Linked DNA regions of Mus musculus: all the other regions are linked to region 3. A link is a contact called in public HiChIP or PLAC-seq and promoter capture Hi-C data. All regions are on one chromosome and are shown on one strand. The core of a region is the stretch at or near the end of the contact, and the rest is flanking DNA. Distances in the headings are between cores, read along the strand shown. Region 1 holds the start of Cfap77 (cilia and flagella associated protein 77). Region 2 holds the start of Fam78a (family with sequence similarity 78, member A). Region 3 holds the start of Zer1 (zyg-11 related, cell cycle regulator).

Evidence for each region. Promoter capture Hi-C pulls out the DNA fragments that hold promoters and counts their contacts. HiChIP or PLAC-seq counts read pairs in DNA pulled down with a chosen protein or histone mark.
Region 1: a promoter capture Hi-C map of pre-B cells shows a contact between it and region 3, with 2.4 times the contacts expected there. The contact joins the promoter of Cfap77 here to the promoter of Zer1 in region 3. A contact is called at or near these places in 2 of 39 promoter capture datasets (cranial neural crest and pre-B cells).
Region 2: an H3K27ac HiChIP or PLAC-seq map of regulatory T cell precursor shows a contact between it and region 3, with 12 times the contacts expected there. The contact joins the promoter of Fam78a here to the promoter of Zer1 in region 3. A contact is called at or near these places in 1 of 39 promoter capture datasets (pre-B cells), 1 of 484 Hi-C or Micro-C datasets (CD4 T cells) and 1 of 115 datasets of contacts at active chromatin or transcription factors (regulatory T cell precursor).

The regions. Positions count from the first base shown.
Region 1 is chr2:29,053,804-29,056,533 of GRCm38.p6, forward strand. It overlaps Cfap77 (cilia and flagella associated protein 77), which reads right to left and starts at 1,263. Exons shown (of 6, transcript NM_001166705.1): 1 at 1,011-1,263. The coding sequence starts at 1,205.
Region 2 is chr2:32,082,402-32,085,345 of GRCm38.p6, forward strand. It overlaps Fam78a (family with sequence similarity 78, member A), which reads right to left and starts at 1,304. Exons shown (of 2, transcript NM_175511.4): 1 at 183-1,304. The coding sequence starts at 505. It overlaps Gm33126 (a long non-coding RNA gene), which reads left to right and starts at 2,868. Exons shown (of 3, transcript XR_374254.3): 1 at 2,868-2,944.
Region 3 is chr2:30,123,358-30,126,175 of GRCm38.p6, forward strand. It overlaps Zer1 (zyg-11 related, cell cycle regulator), which reads right to left and starts at 1,254. Exons shown (of 16, transcript NM_001290503.1): 1 at 919-1,254.

The sequences.
Region 1 (2,730 bases), core at 13-2,512, 1.1 Mb before region 3:
TCCACTGTGGAAACATCTCAGAGGGGCCAGTGCTAAGGATGCTGCTTCATGGGTTCCCTGTATCTAGCTTCTGTCCTCCTGGGAGCATTAATTAGCCCAGAAAGGTCTAACAATATAGGTCTGCCTATAGTCAAAGAACCCATCAGCATGCCCATACCTCTATGGAACCTGGAAACCGAGGTCAATTTTTAGAAGCACACTGCCCTCTAGCGGCACAAGATAAATTTGCGCCACTAAACTTCAACTTTACTTTTTCGGTCTCCCGGCGCCTAAAGAGGCAGAGCCACGGCCACGTGTAGGTTTTTTTTGGGTTTTGTTTTTGTTTTTGTTTTTCGAGACAGGGTTTTTCTATAGCCCTGGCTGTCCTGGAGCTCACTTTGTAGACCAGGCTGGTATCGAACTCAAAAATCCGCCTGCCTCTGCCTCCCAAGTGCTGGGATTAAAGGCGTGCCCCACCACGCCCGGCCCAAGTGTAGTTTTTAGCCAGACAGGAAAACAGACAAAAGTGCGGAGGACCAGCACCGAAAGGGAAAGTGATCTGTCTATAAACGCTGCTCCCACGCAAGTGCCAGCCACGCCTCCTAGAGGGCTTTGAATCTCACACCCCCAGCACACTTAAGATGGTGTTGTGATACTTTCCCGACAGTCAGTCCCAGAGCACCTGCTGCATAGTAGACCAGAGGTGCTGGGGAAGATGGATCTTGGGTGGCAAGGGCATGGATGGGTGCCTGAGACCTGTCTGTCACCCTGTGGGTACGAGCCCGGTAGAGATTGCCCTATCCATAGTCTTTCCCAGTAGTGGGGAAAGACCCCGCTAACGTGTGCCACTTGAGGACACTGAGGTTCCTGGACTGGCTACGACTGCAGAGGGTCCAGGAGGCCTGTTTCACCCAGAGCAAGTTTCCTACACTGCGCCCAAACCCTGGGCCCCGGGTCCCGAGAGTTCAGCAGCTGGAACCCATCGGCGGCGTCGGTGCCCGCGGAGGGGATGATCGTGCCCAGGCGCTCACCTTGACGATGAGCGGGTTCTGAAACATGGAGTCACGCACGACCCCCAGCCTTTCGTTCTCCATGCCCGTACGGATGTCGACCACCGTCAGCGGCCGTCGGGGCGGCGGGCAGATCTGGCTGACCGTGCGATGCACGGGCTGCTTCTTCTTTTTCCATGCCGTGAGGTCTTTCCCGGGTTTCGCCGGATCAGGCATCCCAGGGGCCTCCGGGATTAGACCTTGGCTGCAAAGCCCACAGAGTTCTGCGCTGTCTGAGGACTCCAGCCCCGAGCGAGCGCGCGCTCCGGGCTGCACCACGGGGACCCTGGGGTGCACCTCGCGGCAAGGCAGGCTCCGGAGCAGAGCGCGCCCACCTGCGGAGCCTCTGTCCAAAGCTTAAACCCCGCCAGTTCTTCGGAGTGATTTGGGCACCTCGCAGCAGACTGAGAGAGGGAAGAGTGTCTACACTACCCCTTTCGGAAAAATGGAACGTCCCGTCTCCTTGGTGACAAGACGCCAACAGCTCAAGAGCTTCCGGTTTTCTTTCTAGAAATTCTTAGCAACCACAGAGACCTTTTAGACCTGTCTCAAATCAACATAGAAAAACCCAAGAATCAAATCTAGGTTGTGTTAAAAGAGAAGAGGTTTTAGAGGATCACTTATCCTTGGCTTCCACCCTCTAACTACCCTACTCTAGTTACAGTTCCCTCCCAAGGGAATCTTTTCTTCTTCTTCTTCTTCTTCTTCCTTCTTCTTCTTCTTCTTCTTCTTCTTCTTCTTCTTCTTCTTCTTCTTCTTCTTCTTCTTCTTCTTCCTTCTTCTTCTTCTTCTTCTTCTTCTTCTTCTTCTTCTTCTCCTCCTCCTCCTCCTCCTCCTCCTCCTTCTCCTTCTTCTTCTTTTCTTCTTCTTTTCTCCTTTTCTTCTTCTTTTCTTCTTTTCTTCTTCTTTTCTCCTTCTTTTCTTCTTCTTTTCTCCTTTTTTCTTCTTCTCTTCTTTTCTCCTTCTTTTCTTCTTCTTCTCTTCTTCTTTTCTTCTTCTTTTCTCCTTCTTTTCTTCTCTTCTTCTTTTCTCCTTCTTTTCTTCTTCTCTTCTTCTTCTCTTCCTCCTCCTCCTCCTCTTCTTTCTCCTCCTCCTTCTCCTCCTCCTTCTTCTTCCTTCCTTTCTTCTTCTTCTTTTCTCCTTCTTTTCTTCTTCTCTTCTTCTTCTCTTCCTCCTCCTCCTCCTCTTCTTTCTCCTCCTCCTTCTCCTCCTCCTTCTTCTTCCTTCCTTTCTTCTTCTTCTTCTTCTTCTTCTTCTTCTTCTTCTTCTTCCTCCTCCTCCTTCTTCCTTCTTCCTTCTTCTTCTTCTTCTTCTTCTTCTTCTTCTTCTTCTTCTCTCTCTCTCTCTCTCTCTCTCTCTCTCTCTCTCTGGGATATGGTACTAACACAGTCGTACTGCAATAGAAATATGCATTCTTAGGCTTGAGGTCAATGCTAATTCAGTGGGTGGTCCCAAGCCAGTTTCCCTGTTGGACACTTCCTCCCACCTCGAAAGAAAAAAAAAATATGGATTAGATCAATAGTGTCTGACTCTGGAATCAAATGGAGGGAAACTGAAAAAGATCATCAGGTTTGGTTCACTGAGTAAGAATATCTGAAAATAAGGCCGGGGAGATGGCTCGGGGTGTGAAGGCACCTGCCTCTAAGCCTGACAACCCAGTTTGTTTCTCAGGACCCATATGGTGAAAAGAGATCCCACCCAT
Region 2 (2,944 bases), core at 54-2,553, 2.0 Mb after region 3:
ACCAGGGATAATGGCAGGGCAGGTCTAGCTGAGCTAGGACCCTAATCAACATAAAGGCTCCCCAGAGTTGCCTGACCCAAGAAGGCTTGGAGACAGTTCCACCCCTGCCTAAAGACCCCTGCAGCCCTGCTCCAGCCTCCCCGAGCCTTCAAGGCCCCCAGCCTGTCCCCAGGAGTACTCACATGCCCTGCTCCCCGTACTGGTTGTAAAACTCCATATGGCTGCACGCCTGAATCCAACCAACGATCCAGGTCTCCTTCTTGGGAATGGGCGGCATGACCACTTGGGCTGAGGCCCGGAAGTGGGGTGTCCGATAGCGCAATACCACGCTGGAGGACTCGTCGATGCTGGTGGGGATGGGGTCGATGGAGGCTTTCACATCAATCACGGTAATCCCTTCCCGGAAGACTCTGGCTTTGCCTCCGATGCTCTGAATACAGCCCATGGCACACAGGACCGCTCTAATCTCCAGGGAAGGCCAGCAGTCCCAAAAATAACAGGGCATTGAAAGGATGGAGGTTGCAGGACCCAGTGCAGAGCGCTCAATCTAATCTCAAAACTCAAAATCGAGATCCATAGGCTAGAGAACTTAAGGAGTAGAGGAGGTTTGCATAGCACTGCCGGGTCCTGTTATAAATATGGGTTCTGTTGCATCTCAAGAGCCCTGGGCTCCCTCTTCTAGCAGTGGGCAAAAGCCACCGATATTCTTTGGGTTTAAAAAAAGAAAAGTTTGGAGTTTAATGGAGAAGCATGTTTTTCTGACATCCAGCGCTGCGTCCTCACACTTGGGGATGGCAGCTCGGACACTCTCCCTGAAGTCTTCGCAGGAAGCAGACGGGCTCTGCCAGGCACATAAATAAGGAAGGCTCGGTCCCCGCGCGGTCGCGCCACCCTCGCTGCAGAACGCCGACTTCCTGCCCTTCTGCCTTCCGCACCGGCTCCCTGGAACACACGCGCCCGCCCGGCGGGGCCCAATCAATTGCAGCGTGAGCTCCGATTCAAGCGGCAGAGGTCCGACGTCCTGTGAGGCCCGTATCCACCCGCCCTTCCGAGAGGTGCGCTCCGGGTTAGGTGCTCGCCAGGTCCCCTCCGGCGCCCACTCGCGCGTTCCTCTGCCACTGTCGCTGTAGCCGCTGACTGCCGCGCAGGGCTCCGGGACTGCACTCGGATATCCGCCGCCGCCTGCTTCGCCTCGGCCGCCGAGGACCTGCAGAGAGGTGGAAGGCACAGGGCGGCAAAGTTGAGCCGAACTTTACTGCGGGGGACTCGAGGGCGCGGCGATGCCTGTGCGCCGGGCACGGGCTGTGGAGCTGACGGCGCAGCTCTGGGCGGTCTCCCCGGAGGTGGCGCCCCCCTCCGCCCGCCCCGTCAGTGGCGGCCGCACGACTGCGCGCACCAGCGAATAATCGCCTCCCGTGACATCTCCGCTGACACCGGTTTAGCTCGAGGGAGGGGTGAGGGGTCGTTCAGACTGCCACCGCAGTGGGTCACTAGGACCTCCCGGCTCGGGTACTGCGCATCAGTACCACGCCACCAGCGTGAAACGCCCCTTCTCGCTCCAGTGTCTCGATCCCCGGGGCCTCAGTGCCAAGCCCAGGCCGGTCTTTTAAGGCATTCTGCCCTTTGCCGGCAGAGGTGGCTGGACACCAAGAAGGCGTGTTGCCCCCCCCCCCCGCCCCACCGCGTGCCTCGGTTTCCCCTAACCAAGCTTGAGCCTTAGCTGAGCCCAGCGCGTCCCGAGCGCGCGCCTCCGCCGAGGAACTTTGGCAGTCAGGTTCCCACCCAGGGGGCGTCACGAACTCACCTGCCCCTAGGGCCGCTCCAGGTGCCTGGGTCACCGCCCTCCGGTCTTCCCTAACCTCTCTGCCCGCACGTTTTCGGGGCGCCCCCTCCCCTGGGCAGTGTCCCCTGGCTCTTATCTACTAGGGTCCGGGGATGGCGTGGGCGCCTCGGATCCCCAAGCCCCTCCTGGCTCCGGGCTGCTGTGGGGATGGCCGGGGGCGGAGGGCTGAGGCTCGGGGCTCTCTCGCCCCCACCCCGAGCGCCTCCTTATTTTATGATCATTATGAGCGTGCTGTCACCGCTCTGCCCCGCCGCCGCGCCGCAGCCGCCTGGCGCGCCCCGCGCCGCCTCGCTCTGCTGCAGCATCGGAAAGGCAACCAGGTCAAACTTTGCAGAAACTCGGTCCCTGCGCCTGTCTGGCCCCTGTGTTCGTCCGCAGCCGCGCGACAACGCGCACCGGCGCACGCAGGACCTGCGCTCGCCCGTGCGCCCCGTGGGATGCAGGTCCGCAGGCGGTAGCGTGCAGGCGGGTAGGCACCGCCTCCTCCTCCAGCCCGCCCGGCTCTCCTCCCTAGCTCTGGCACTCAGCACACTCTCCCCCCCCTCTCTCTCTCTCTCTCTCTCTCTCTCTCTTCTTTCCCACCTCTCTGCAGCTGCTGGGGGAGTTGAGCCTCTTCTTGCATAAACGACATTTCCTTTTTTTCTAACCCTAGGAATTCTGGGTAGTGTAGTTCTGTCTTTCTCGGGTCCTGGGGTTGGGGGTGTTCCTATTGCCCTTTGACTTCTGGATGCCAGCAGCTTTCCAGTTCAGGAGACTTGGGGCACTGCCCTGGGGATCCTAGCTGCCGGAGTTGGTGGTTGGGTGGAAAGCATGGAAGTTTTGGGAAGCTCCAAGACTTGGGAAGGTTTGGAGGGTGGGAAAAGTTGGTGTCTCCCAACCCCCAAACCCCAACCCTGTATTGATCATGTTTGTATCTTCAGCATGGTGAGAGGGTTGTCAGCTAGTTGGTCCCAAGTATGTAAGAAATTTACATTCATCAGACATTGAGTCAGAAAGTTCTTATGTATGTCTCACAGAGGAAAAAAATACCCAGAGAGGAAGACTGAAAAGGCCTGCCCACCACCCCAATCTAGCAGGTATCCCTGCTGAGACCATCTGGGG
Region 3 (2,818 bases), core at 4-2,503:
ATCTTTGCGCCTGCTGCTGAATGCTGAGCCCCCAGAAAGCTGTAATGACTTTCTACCTCACTCATCTCTGCTCAGACAGAAACCTCATTAGAGACCTTCCCTGACCATTCTATACAGAGGTCCCAGTCTCTGCTTCGTGACACCTATTACTATCAAACATGTTGTACGTTTATTTACTGAATAAGGCAAAGCACATCGACCCTTCATACCTAACAAGAACCTCTTGGTCAAAGCATAGCTTCTGTGACCCCCCTTTCAATGCTATCTCCACCGGTCACTCTAACTTGAAGCCTGTAGAGAACCATTCTGTCAGAAACATCATTGAGTTAGCTTTTCCCAGGCATTAGGCACCACTACCCCCAACCCTCTGCTCCCCCTCCCGTCTCTGTCATACACACAAGGCACAAGCAAACCCGGGGAAGCTTTGACTGGTTAAAGAGCAGCTAAATCTACCCAGAGCTAGCCAGAGCGGTCAGTTTTAGTTTCACCTCACCTATGGGAGCCATTGATCTTCAGCAAGCCCACCCGCTCTTTTCCGACCCTGTTGCACTATCTTGTACCTTGGCATCGCATTTTGGGAGCTGATCCAGGAGCCAAGCCATCCCTAAGCTTTTAAGTAGCACGGCTTCGGGGGTTGGGAGAAGACCTAAACTCATCCAACAGGTAGGAGGGGCAGAGGCTGGCCTCCTAAGCCCTACGTTGAGCCCCCATTTTGCAAGGGCGAGCGTCGTTCTCATTCTAGAGAGAGCTCAATTTTCAAGGCAAAATCCTCAGACCTGGGTGGCAGGCGACGAGCGCCATCCCACCACTAGCCTGTGGTGGACCTCTGCAAGGAGTCGCAGCGACAATGCTTAGACCCTGAGACAGGGTGAAGAAAAGGATGCAGGTACGTCTCTTGGCTCGGCATTTAGGACGTACCCTAGGAGGGGGCGGCCCTCAACGGGGAGACAGGATGCTTCGCAGGCTTACAAGCGGAGGCTGCGGCCCGGGGGAATCGGCGGCCAAAGCGCCGCAGGAGGTCGGATCCGGTCCGGGTCCGGGTCGGCGGGGCGGGGCGGGGCAGGGCGGGAATGCTGCGACCGGAGCCCCGGACGGAGGCCGTTCCCTTGCCCTCGGGCCGCCGGCTGCTTGGCTCCGGGCCCAGCCCCTCCCCCCGATCCTGTTCCGAAGGCTTGGAGAGCCTGTGGCTGCGGGTGTGCTGTCAACAAAGCGTCACTTCCGGGCCGCCCCTTAGCAGCAGAGGAGGGGTTCTCTCGTCTTGTCCCGCCGCGAACGTGGGCGGAGGCGGCTGAAGGTTCCGGGTTCTCTGGGCTGCTCCTGCCCAAGCTGAGGCCCCAGTCTCCACGTTAGCTTCCAGGGTTCCTTCTAGCGAGGGGCTAACTCGCAGGAGCAGGTTCAGGACAGGATTGACTCCATCTTACCTAGTTAGTGCTGACTCACCCGGTGCCCAACCCGACGTCTTTTGGGCGGTCTCTAAGCAGCCACCACATTGCCCCTCAAAATGTGCTCCTCCTTCTTTCCTTCACGAAAAGGGCCATTCACCCAGGAGCTGTCAGATAGCAGGAGTGAGGCTGTTCTTGGCCACTGCGTTTTCTTCTAGTCACCAAGGATCTCTTAACAGTTGTTTCTCTCTTCCTCCAATAGTGCCCTACTGTCCATCATTTTATCTTTCAAAAATATTATTTTAATTATGTACATAAGTGTATATGTGCTTATGCACGTGACGGCAGCTGCCTGCTGAGGACAATAGCCCCGGAGCCCATGAAGCTGAAGTTACAGGTAGTTGTAAGCCCCACAAACGTAGGAACCGAACAAGCTCTCTGGTCTATACTTCCTTTTCATTTTAAGATTTTTTTCCCATTTATTTATATGTGTGCATGCATATGCACATGTGCAGGAGATCAGAGCACTGTTGGCTGGAGAGGGTTCTCTACACCAGCCACGTTGGTTTCAGGGATCAAATTCAGTCCTCACCATGCTTGTACCAAGCACCCTTACATGCTGGGCCATCTCACTGGCCCCATCACCATTTCTTCTCTTGATTTCTACCATAGCCTCCGAACACAAATCCCTTCGTTCCTTCTGCAGTCTCACAATCAGGGCATCCAGACTTTTCATCTACCTTCTCTCCTTACCCAGTCCCTCAGTAAATTGTTTCCTTCTGGTCTCCTGTCCAGAACGTTCACAGTTGAAATCAGTGTGGGCTCTTTGCATCTCTGTCATTCTAAGCTCAAACAATCAGGCAGTAGGCTTAAACATTTTTCTTACTGCCCTCCACATCTGGTAAACTAACAACACTTTTTGCTTAAGGAATGCCCTGGAGTGAGGTTAGAGAGAAAGAAGGGAGGGGATGTGGAGGCTCAAACCCAGGTCCTGTGGCAGACAGGAATTCTATCATTGAGCGCGCGCACACACACACACAAAATACTATACATACACCTTAATCTTAGCACTCAGGAAGCAGAGATAGGCAGATTCCGTTAGTTTAAGCTAGTTCCATGACAGCCAAAACTACACAAAATAACCATGTCTCTAAAACAAAAAACAAAACAAGAAAAGGAGAAAAAATAAAAGAAAAGAGAAAGTAGATACCTTAAGTAGGAAGGTAAATAACTCAAAATAGGTTCAGGAAGTCCCTGAAACTAACCAGATTCACTAAGACCCTCCCTGCCAGAGAAAAGAATAAAAAGTTGAGAGTTCTTAGTCAAGCTGAGCTGCAAAGAAGATACTGAGACCAGACCAGCTACATGTAAGAAGAGGAAACAAGCTGAGCTGCCTATGAGAGATTTAGACCACAGTCAGGTGGAAAGTACATTTC